Regions from separate parts of the Mus musculus genome. Here region 2 is linked to region 1. The links are chromatin contacts, called in public HiChIP or PLAC-seq maps. All regions are on one chromosome and are shown on one strand. Each heading gives the region's core, a stretch centred on a gene start, on an enhancer-like site or on the middle of the called end of the contact. The rest is flanking DNA. Distances are from core to core; before and after follow the strand shown.

Evidence for each region. HiChIP or PLAC-seq counts read pairs in DNA pulled down with a chosen protein or histone mark.
Region 2: an H3K27ac HiChIP or PLAC-seq map of embryonic stem cells shows a contact between it and region 1, with 5 read pairs. The contact joins two enhancer-like sites. A contact is called at or near these places in 1 of 115 datasets of contacts at active chromatin or transcription factors (embryonic stem cells) and 2 of 9 other capture datasets (adipose tissue and liver).

Annotation. Positions count from the first base shown.
Region 1 is chrX:73,591,438-73,596,533 of GRCm38.p6, forward strand. No RefSeq gene overlaps it. Among named protein-coding and RNA genes, the nearest start is that of Gm52443, 11 kb to the left of the region's middle. Within about 2 kb of position 3,219, at least 39 of the 459 cell types and tissues checked have an H3K27ac peak or open chromatin away from gene starts, as enhancers often do. A contact at or near this core is called in embryonic stem cells, where this site is marked.
Region 2 is chrX:73,679,819-73,684,883 of GRCm38.p6, forward strand. It overlaps Slc6a8 (solute carrier family 6 (neurotransmitter transporter, creatine), member 8), which reads left to right. Exons shown (of 13, transcript NM_001142809.1): 9 at 101-238; 10 at 314-416; 11 at 514-614; 12 at 687-857; 13 at 1,142-2,684. The coding sequence ends at 1,282. Among named protein-coding and RNA genes, the nearest start is that of Gm32261, 8.0 kb to the left of the region's middle. Within about 2 kb of position 2,338, at least 17 of the 459 cell types and tissues checked have an H3K27ac peak or open chromatin away from gene starts, as enhancers often do. A contact at or near this core is called in embryonic stem cells, where this site is marked.

The DNA of each region.
Region 1 (5,096 bases), core at 1,969-4,468:
TTTGAACATCAAAATGATCCCAGGCAGCACGGCCTTTACTGGTAACATAAGCCATGGACATCAATACAGGCCCCTGCTGCTACATAGCCACTGACCCAGACATGGTCCTCAGTGACAATATGGAACAGAACTTCACCATGGCCTCAGGTGGAGGGGCAGGCCACTCACACCAGGCTGTTCCTCGTCACCCTTTGGGCTCCTATTCTGCCTCTCTTCATGGTGCTACAAACCATTTGGTTCTCTTTCTCTCCCAGCTCTCTATTACACACTTGCATAGTGACTCTGGCAGCAGTGGACGGGTTATTATCTTGTCTTTGTCTTTCAAAGCAGGGTTTCTCTGTGTAGCCCTCACTGTCCTGGAACTTAGTTTGTAATCAGGCATGCACCACCACACACAGCCATGGATTCATTTTTTTAAAGGAAGAGTTCAGTGGGGACCCCTATGGCAGTTCTAGCCTTAGAAGGAAGTTATTTTGAATGAGGACCAGACACAAACTTCAGCAGCACTATGTGAAGTCCCAGGACAATAATCTCTGGAACCTGATTTGTACATTGTTCTGTAAAATATCAGTACTAGTCAGGCATGGTGGTACACATCTTTAATCCCAGCACTAGGGAGGCAAAGAGGCCAGTCTAGACTACATAGTGAGTTCTAGAACATCCAGGACTAACTGTGTCAAAACAAGAACAACAAAAAGATATCACTACTGGGAGAAACTGGCCAAAGGGTACATAGCTGCCTGCACTATCTTCATATCATTCTATGTCGTATAATTTAAAAACAAAAAGTTAACCAAAAATATGTTGGACGAACCATGTTACATCTGGGGGAGGCCCAAAGAGCTCATGCAGGTAGGTGTTGGCACACAGCCATAGGATCAGGATTTCCACTTTCTTGGTACACAGTGCTCCCTGACCTATAGCAAACAACCCAGGAGATCACTTCCCCTCCTCACGGCAACTGAGTGAGCTAAGGAGACAGTGCCTGAGACAGGCTGCAGGAAAGAGAACTTTGACATGTATTTTGAAGAGAAGTTAGTGTTTCCCCTGGGGTTATCACCATCCTTGGGGTCTAGTAGCCATGATTTCCACCCAGCAGATGAGTTCTCCTTTCTTTCATCCTCCTTCACTACGTCTTGTCCTCTTTCAACCCCCTAACCCTACTGATTAAGGGCATCAAGCTCCTTGGGGAAAATTTGAGCTTCATCATCAGGATATCTCATTTCTTCTTTGTGCACAACTACTTAATAGCAACCACCAGCAATCAACAACAACCCGCCCTCCCTCTCTGGGCCCTGGCATTTACATACCCTTGGAAAAGTCCCCAGAGTTTCAAATGGCACACATTTTTCAGAAACTCTCTGCAGGTGGCAAAACTACACCCCTGCCAGAGCACAAGGCAAATCACAGTCAGCTGCTGTGGACAGTCTGAAGCATCTCTTTATCCCACACCTGGGGTTAAACAAAAGCACATTCCCATAATATTTCTATATTTTTTAAAGAAAACAAAATTCGAGCCGGGCGTGGTGGCGCACGCCTTTAATCACAACACTCGGGAGGCAGAGGCAGGCGGATTTCTGAGTTGGAGGCCAGCCTGGTCTACAGAGTGAGTTCCAGGACAGCCAGGGCTACACAGAGAAACCCTGTCTCGAAAAGCCAAAAAAAAAAAAAAAAGAAAAAGAAAAAGAAAGAAAGAAAGAAAGAAAGGAAGAAAGAAAGAAAGAAAGAAAGAAACCAAAATTCTCACTATGCAAGTTGTGGCTTCTCCTTCCACCCAACATCAAGAAGATGAAGATCCTAGTCTGGTTCTCCATATGATTTATTTTCAAAGACCCCCTAGGGAATTCCAGTGAGCTCTAGCTGCTGGGGTAGTTTGTTCCCCTATCTCTGGCCTGTATGTTAGTTTCATCCTGTCACTAGGGGGCAGAGTTGTCTAGACCCAAAGTCACCCAGCTGCGTGTGCACACGTGTGGTGGGGCACCCTAGGCACAGGCGGTTAGAGTGTTGACTCATAGGAATGCTCTCTTCCTCTACCCCCAACGCCTCAGGAAATCACAAGCAGCACCTGGCCTGAAAGCGCTAAAAGGGTCCTCGTGCTGGAAATAGAAGAGAAACCTGTTCAGAAGAGTTCAGGTAGTGAGGAATGTCCCCAGTGACCCCTAATACATTTCCCCTTGACTGTCTGAAAAGGGGATCAGATTGTCCTCTGGAGATATGTATGAACTCAGAAATGGCCTTGGAGGTTGGAGGCAGTACTTCAGTGCTCTTTGGAGAAAAAGGAAAGCATGCCACTTGTCTCCCTACTCAGGCCCAATACTCTCAGTGCCATCTCTCCAAAATTGAAATGCATCGCAAAGTACACAAGTAGTGAATAAATGGGCTCAGGTCCCAGAAATTGGCTGCCCTTTCTAAGGGGTAATGGGAATATCCTCTCTGCCTCCTGTTGCCATGGTTTCCTCTCAGCCATCAGGCAGCCTGTTGTGTGGAAGTGATGGCCCTGGGTGCAGCTGAGAGCTACCAAAAAGAGACCGGGGGTAGCAAATGGTCTTAGATCCAACCAAGATTCAGAGAGGAAATGGGAGCCCACACATACTCTTGAGCTCATAGATCAAAGGAAGAGAGGCAGGCTAAAGCCAACAAATGCAGAAACAGAACATGCTGTTGGTTTGACCATTGAACATGTTTTTCAGAACTCTGGGACCCATCTTCTCTTCTGGCCAGAGAAGCCTAGCAGAAGGCTGTCTTCCAGAAAAGTCCCAAGCTAGCTGAATACGATATATTCAGAAGAGCTAGAAATTTGCAAATAGGTCTGAGCTTAGCCTGCTGCAGCTTCCCTGTTGGACCCAGAGCAGCAGGCCCTCCCCCTGACACCCTCCTAGGAAAGCAAAGCAAGGTGTTGCCATCTAAAGGACTTCTCAACCCAGTGCTTTCTGTCCACTCTTATCTGTTCCCACCCCACCTCCTAGCCTCCCCTTGCTCATTGGAAATGTCTCCTAGAGTCAGAAGGCCACAAGTCAATACAGCTATTTTGAAAGAAGAGGGCCAGCTATCCTTTCAAGGAGGGGGGTGGGCCGCTCTGGGATCTGTCCTGCCTGGAACTGAGGAGAGTGAAGAGAGACCCCCCACGGTGGAAGCTAGGCTCCAGGCTGGCCACCAGAGCTCAGGAGTGAAGGGGGGAGTTACACCTGGGCCCGCAGCCCTCCAGCACTTCCGGACGTTCTGCCGGCCATTCCAGACCTTTCCTGTTGGTGCAGTTCACCGGAGTTTGTTTATGCCGCTCACTGTGTATTCTGCACCTCCCCCCACTCCCGCCCATTAACTTTTCTGGTCTTTTTCAGTGTTAAAATTCAGCCCAGACTCAAATCCCCTGTAAGCCTTCCCCCTCCCCACATCCTCGGAGCTGGAAAGGACTGGAATGGAGAGGGAGGTGGCCTGACCTCCCATCTCTGCTCCTCCCCACCCCCTCCTTAGCTGGGGAAGGCAAGGCTCTTTTTAAGCCAAAGTTGAGGGTTGAGGTGAGGAGTGGTATCTTTGTCTGCCCCCTCCTTTGGAACCCTTCTTTAGGTCTCACCAGTGCCTGTAGCCCAGTGCCCTCTCCAAACAAGGATTCGTACCCCTCCCCGGCCCCTCTCAGGCTCTAGACCCATACAAAAGCAGAAAAGAGCTGGGGTAAGGATGTCTGCTTTTCTTTCCCAGCACCCATCATTAACTTTCCCCAGATAGCCCTTCTGCCTTCAGAAATTCTAGCCGGCTGACAAAGGCTCCATCCAGCAAGTCCAGTCCAGCAAGTACCCTCATCCCCACACCCAGCTCTTCCAAAGCTTACTCTCTGAGCAATCCCTGGCTGGGGGAGGGGGGGTGGAGACAGTTCTCTTCTAGTGGCACTCTTTGAACTAACTCTTCATTGAGTTTGGGGGGGTTAAACCATTAACAAAATGTTACTTTGAGAGACAATGGAGGACAGAACTAGAGGTCCAGCCTTCAGTTTAGAGGCTTAGGAGAGGTAATGGCAAGGCTAGAAGCTGGACAAAGGTCTTAGAGAACAGGGCCTGTGCCCTCCAGGCACAAGGAGTGCCGTGAACAGAGCCAGACTAGGCGCCTGGAAAGGGCTCTGATAGTTCCAGGTGCAGCAGACTGTGGCTGCTTCTGCAATAACCCCTTATTTTCTCCCAATTTTTTGTAATTTAACAGATCACAAGGTCACCTCAACAAATCAGTATTGTGGGGACAGTGAGCTCTTATCTGGGCTTCTGTTCTATGGAATCTAATACAGCTCAGCAGTTTCCAAGCAACTTCGGCTCAGTCCCTGTTCCGTCTAAGGGTCAACTAGTGGCCCAGAGGCCACTCCTGCCACATCCAACCTTTGTCCTTTTCTGTCTTCTATGCTGGAATGTTTAAGAGTTTTTCTTTTGCCTTCCACACAAAAAAGGACCTTTATCTAAAAGTGTTTTTTCTTGTGAGTAAATACATTATATGAAGAAAATTTGGATTTTATCATGAGTCATTTAGTTCTGAGCTAGATACAGTCCTTCAGTCTTCTTGTCACTGTGACAGAACCCAGCATGGTGGTAATTCTGTCCAGGTGGCCCTAGCCAGGGCGTGGCCATGAAGAGCCCCAGGGCTAGACAGCTCTGTAGAAAGAGCTGTGGAGTGGAGATCTAGAAAACATGGTTGCAGCTAGACACGTCCACTTTTAAAGGATCGGGAGAAAAGGATCTCCAGTCCTTGTCGCAGTTGTGATGCACAGCCTTGCAATGATGACAGACAGAAGACCTTTAGTAAATTGGTTTCAAATAACGTTTTTATCCAATCAGTAAAATCGATCATTAGAGAACTGATCAAGCAAGAGCAGCTGTTAGAATAAAAGGTGAAATCAACTCCTTCATTTGAATTCCAAATTCAATGGAGCTGACCTGGTAATGAGGTGAACTGGTCATTAGGCAAACTGGCTGAGGGTGGCCAGGGCAGCACATGAAGCCAGTGGGCAGCTGTAACCTTCATCTTCTCTCCTCTGAGAGTATGGGTGCTGGGTCTAGATGGATAGAAGAAACCCCAAGAAAACGGTGTCAGGAATGGACCTAGAGCAGGCTTTCTGA
Region 2 (5,065 bases), core at 1,088-3,587, 88 kb after region 1:
GGAATGGGGTAGGGGATGGTGGTGGTCAGGGGACTTGGCACATTGGGCAAGAGGTGCATGGGGACATGGGGGACCTGGGCCTGAGGTACCCTGGCCACAGTTTGTAGGTGTGGAGGGCTTCATTACCGGGCTCCTGGATCTCCTCCCGGCCTCCTACTACTTCCGTTTCCAAAGGGAGATCTCCGTTGCTCTCTGCTGCGCCCTCTGCTTTGTCATCGATCTCTCCATGGTGACTGATGTGAGTGGGGGTAAGGTGGGTTACTGTCAGTTTCCAACCATGGGCCATCTTCTCTGACCTGACTCTGTTCCTCAGGGTGGAATGTACGTCTTCCAGCTATTTGACTACTACTCAGCTAGTGGCACTACCCTGCTTTGGCAAGCCTTTTGGGAGTGTGTAGTTGTGGCTTGGGTTTATGGTAAGTCAAAATGAAGGGCTGGGTTAGAAATTGTGGAGTGGAATGGGGATAAATGGTCTCCAATTCTAGCCTTCCTGTCCACCTCATCCTGTTCCAGGAGCTGACCGCTTCATGGATGACATTGCCTGTATGATTGGGTACCGACCTTGCCCCTGGATGAAATGGTGCTGGTCCTTCTTCACCCCATTGGTCTGCATGGTAAGGCTGGGGAAGTAAGCAAGTGGTGTGGTGTAGTGAGGCACCAGTGACCGCAGGCATCTGTGTCCACAGGGCATCTTCATCTTCAACATTGTGTACTACGAGCCACTGGTCTACAACAACACCTACGTGTACCCATGGTGGGGTGAAGCTATGGGCTGGGCCTTTGCACTCTCTTCTATGCTATGTGTACCCCTCCACCTCCTGGGCTGTCTCCTCAGGGCAAAAGGAACCATGGCAGAGGTAAGGTCCCTACCTACCTTGTTCCTCAAAGGAACAGACTATTGCTCACAAGCATGGCCAGCTCAGACTGGAGGGGGCAATAGATGGAAGGAAAGCTAACCCATTATGACCTCATGTAGCAGCAAGGAGGCAAGACCCACCTCTCACTTCCCTGGCTCCACACAAAGACAACTTAACCCACTACAGGGAGGCACACCTGCCTTGGTGGCAGATAGTAGGAGCTAGAGAGTGGAAGCAGTTGCATGTGACCCATGGGAAGTTCAACATGCCCTCCTCTCCCACAGCGATGGCAGCACCTGACCCAGCCTATCTGGGGCCTCCATCACTTGGAATACAGAGCTCAGGATGCAGATGTCAGGGGCCTGACCACCCTGACTCCCGTGTCCGAGAGCAGCAAGGTCGTCGTGGTGGAGAGTGTCATGTAACAGGCACCCCCAGCTCACATCACCAGCTCATCCTTTGGTAGCCATAGCAGCCCCAACTTTAGCCCCCACTCATCCCTCCGGGGGCTTGCCTTTCCTTGACAGTTTGGGGGTCTGCCTGGGGGAGGGGAGGGAGCACCATGAGTGCTAACAAAAATAACTTTTTCCATTTTTAATAAAACGCCAAAAATATCACAACCCACCAAAAATAGATGCCTCTCCTCCCCACCCCACAACTAAGCTGGTATTTGCATTGCTTCCAGGCCCTACCTCCTCTCCTTCTTTCCAGTGCCCAGGACCCATCTCCTAGCCTTGCCAAGCCCACCTGCCTGCCTCCCAAGCTCTGCTCTGTAACATACCTTTGCCCTAGAAACAACAGTGGCAGCTTGGGTAACAGGAGAGGAGGGAAAATAAGGTAGGACAGGAGGAGAAGAGAGGGACAGTGGAACCAATGTGAATATTGCAGCTGAATTAGACCCTTCCTACCCCTATTCTAGAAGCTAGAGAGCCAGTCAGCAATGGAACTTTGTGTTCCTGCGCCAATTGCCACCAATATTAACTGTGTGAGCTTGGGTCTGAGTGCACACCCCCCTCTGTGTGTGTGTGTGTGTGTGTGTGTGTATGTGTGTGTATGTGTAGGTCTGTAGATCTCTTATCCCTTAGTGAAGGTGAATACCAGAAGTAAACACAGCCTCTGGGCAAAGGAGGCTTATATTTTGCACATTTTATAAGAAAAACTTGAGAGTGAGACTTCTGCTTGTATATTTCTAAAAAGCCCCCACCATCTCCACATTTCCACTCCTTTCCTTCACATCCTCACCTTTCTTCTCTGACCCTAGCCAAGGAGTGTGAATTTATAGACTTAATTTTCATAGGCAAAACAAAAGCTTCAGGCTGTTGAGTATATATATGAGTCTGTTGTATGGATGTTCTGTATGGTCTCCAGCCAGAGACTGGAGTGGGAAAGTGGGAGCCTCAATGGTGTCCCCACACTGCTCCTTTGCCTCTAAGTCTGTGGGACGGAAGGCTGTAACACTGTTCCAGGGAATCTGGGTCTGCTCACCTGACATGCTCAGACTTGCCCACACCCAGCTCCCTGGGCAGGATTGCAGGGATTTCCCATGGACAAAGCCCGGGAAAGGGATCCTGGGCATGGCTCCCACCTCCAAGCTAAAAGGCTGATGTACTTTCGACATCTCAAGTCTTCCGTGTAGCAGCTTAAACCCACATCTGTGTCCCATCAAGCCTGAAACAGCCAAGTAGCCCTTAGAAAGGCTTCCTTCACACAGAGCTGGACTAAGCCAGAGAGGTGGGGCTGGGTAAGGGTGCAAGCCTTTGGGGACATTCTTACTGTGCTAAAAAAGCCACTGCAAACATAGCAATAAAAACACTTCATTTTCCAAAATTGGCTCCTGTTTCTGCTTCTCTGGAAGAGGAATTAGGTGGGGATGCAGGTGTGGGAACCTTCCTCCAGCTCCAGCCTTGCATTCACTAAAGCCCATTCTGAGGGATTCTGTACCTAGTACCATGTCAGAAACTGGAAATAGAGCAGGAAAGGAAGCCTCAACCCTCTAGACTGAAGAGCATGGGGTGACAGTAAGTTCAATAGGAACAAATGCAGCAGAGCGAGGCTGTAGCTATGAGTTGTTCCAAGATTTTTTCTAAACCAACCACCATGGCTCATGCCTGTAAGCCCGGAACTTGAGATGTTGAGGCAGGTGGATCAAGAGAGAGAGAGAAGTATGTTTGTGTGCAAGTGGCCTTCCAAGATCTAAAAGTAAATGGCACACTAGGATCACAGATAACAAGAGGCCAGCATCTGGACCTGTCCAGTGACACTGGAGCTGGGTTGGGGAGACTCTTTGGCTTGGGGTCTTCTTTCCTGGCATGACCAGAAGGGGCTGTGGATGACTACATGATGCAGGATTGAGGAGTCAAGATGAAAACATCAGAGATTTGGCTTGAGCCACAGGAAGAATGGTGCTGCCAGGTCCTGTGATGGGGACAATTGGGCTTTGGGCATGTCGTCTGGGAAATGTCATCCAAGTAGAGATCTCTGGTTGGCAAATGGACACAGGACTTTGCCGTTCTAGAAAGTCTGGCCTGGAGCTAAAACTTCTGAAGTACTCACCACATGAGTCCTGAGTCTGGAAAGGCTGAGGGTGGAGCTTAAGTGGGTACGGAGGAAGACTCAGCAACATATAACATCCTGGGCCCTGACTGGCCTTCAAGGATCAAAGATGATGGTGCTATATATAGTTCACTGTGTGGCAGAGATTATAGGGACCCAGATAAGAGTGGCCTCGGGTAACATGGAAAAGCCTCATTTGAAATGGGAATTCAAAAAGTCAGCTAGGCCAGGTAGCAAAGGCCTGTCAAACCAGCTACTTAGGTAGCTGAAGCAGGAGGATCAAAAGTTCAAGGCTGCACGTGCTGCAGAGTGAGTTCAAGGCTTTCCTTACAATCTAATATCATATAATCTATGTCATATAATCTATGACAGAGCAGCTACTTAGCTATACAAGGCCCTGGGTTTAACTCCCAGGATTGCCAAAGGCACCAGCTGAGGTGGAGGTGGAGTTAGCTGAGTCTGGCCATTCCAACTATTTGGGGGGCTATGGCAAGGGGGAATTGCAAAATCAATGTCTTCCTGGGCTACAGGGCAAGTTTAAAGCCATCTTGGACAACCTATGAAGATTGTCTCAAAACAAAGAGCAGGAGATACAGCTCAAAAGTAAAACACTTGCCTAGCATGTAGAACACACTAGGTTCAATGCCCAATGGAGGAAGGGAGAGAGAGACCCAAATATGTACATGAATGAATGATCAAGTTATGGTTTATTAACAGAATGTAATTTTAGTTAGCCTGAAAAAGGAATTGAGTTATATGTTGTATGGATGACCCTGAAGGACATGATGATTGGTGAAATAAGAACATTGTATGATTCTCCTCACAAATAACTCCTAGAGACTAAATAGAATGATGAGGCTTAACCCCAGACCAGGGGCTGGGGTTTAAAAACATGACACCAAGTTCTACATGTGTAAATGCTTAATGGCATCAAAACTATGTGCTTAAGAATGGTGAAGATGTTTTAGGATGTATTATAAGTATATACATTTACGCTTTACCACAATATAAAAAAAGTTATAGAGGACAGGTCTTGGAAGGGTGGGGCCTAGTGCACAGAGGGCAGCCTCTGATGAGTATGTGGCGCCACAGGAGGGATGGTAACCAGCCAACACTAGTTCTGTTCTGTGCAAAGTGGTTCTGTTCCATGCAGAGCAGGAAGCAGTCTTCACTTGGGACAGACTGTAGCCTCCCTGCCCTCTTCTCAGCACTCATCTTCAGTTTGTCTTTCTTTACAGGCCTCTGCTCTGGCCCAAACTCCTGGTTTGGTTTTTTTTTTTTTTTTTTTTTTCCAGTTTTTTGAGACAGGGTTTCTCTGTAGCCCTGGCTGTCCTGGAACTCACTTTGTAGACCAGGCTAGCCTTGAACTCAGAGATCCACCTGCCTCTGCCTCCCTAGTGCTGGGATTAAAGGCGTGCACCACCACGCCCGGCTTCCTGTTTACTCTTATCCTTAAATCTCAGCATGTTCTCTTCAGCTGCAGAAGATCTTCCTCAGGTCTACTAGAACACCCACCTGGCCTCACACCACCCTTTCTCTCAACTAACTCCACCCATGAAAAAGGAGCTCTCAGCTCTCCTTCAGACTAAAGGCCTTCTCAGCAACCAGTCAACTTCAGAGACAGAAAATGGTGACACCATAGAAGGCAACTTCAC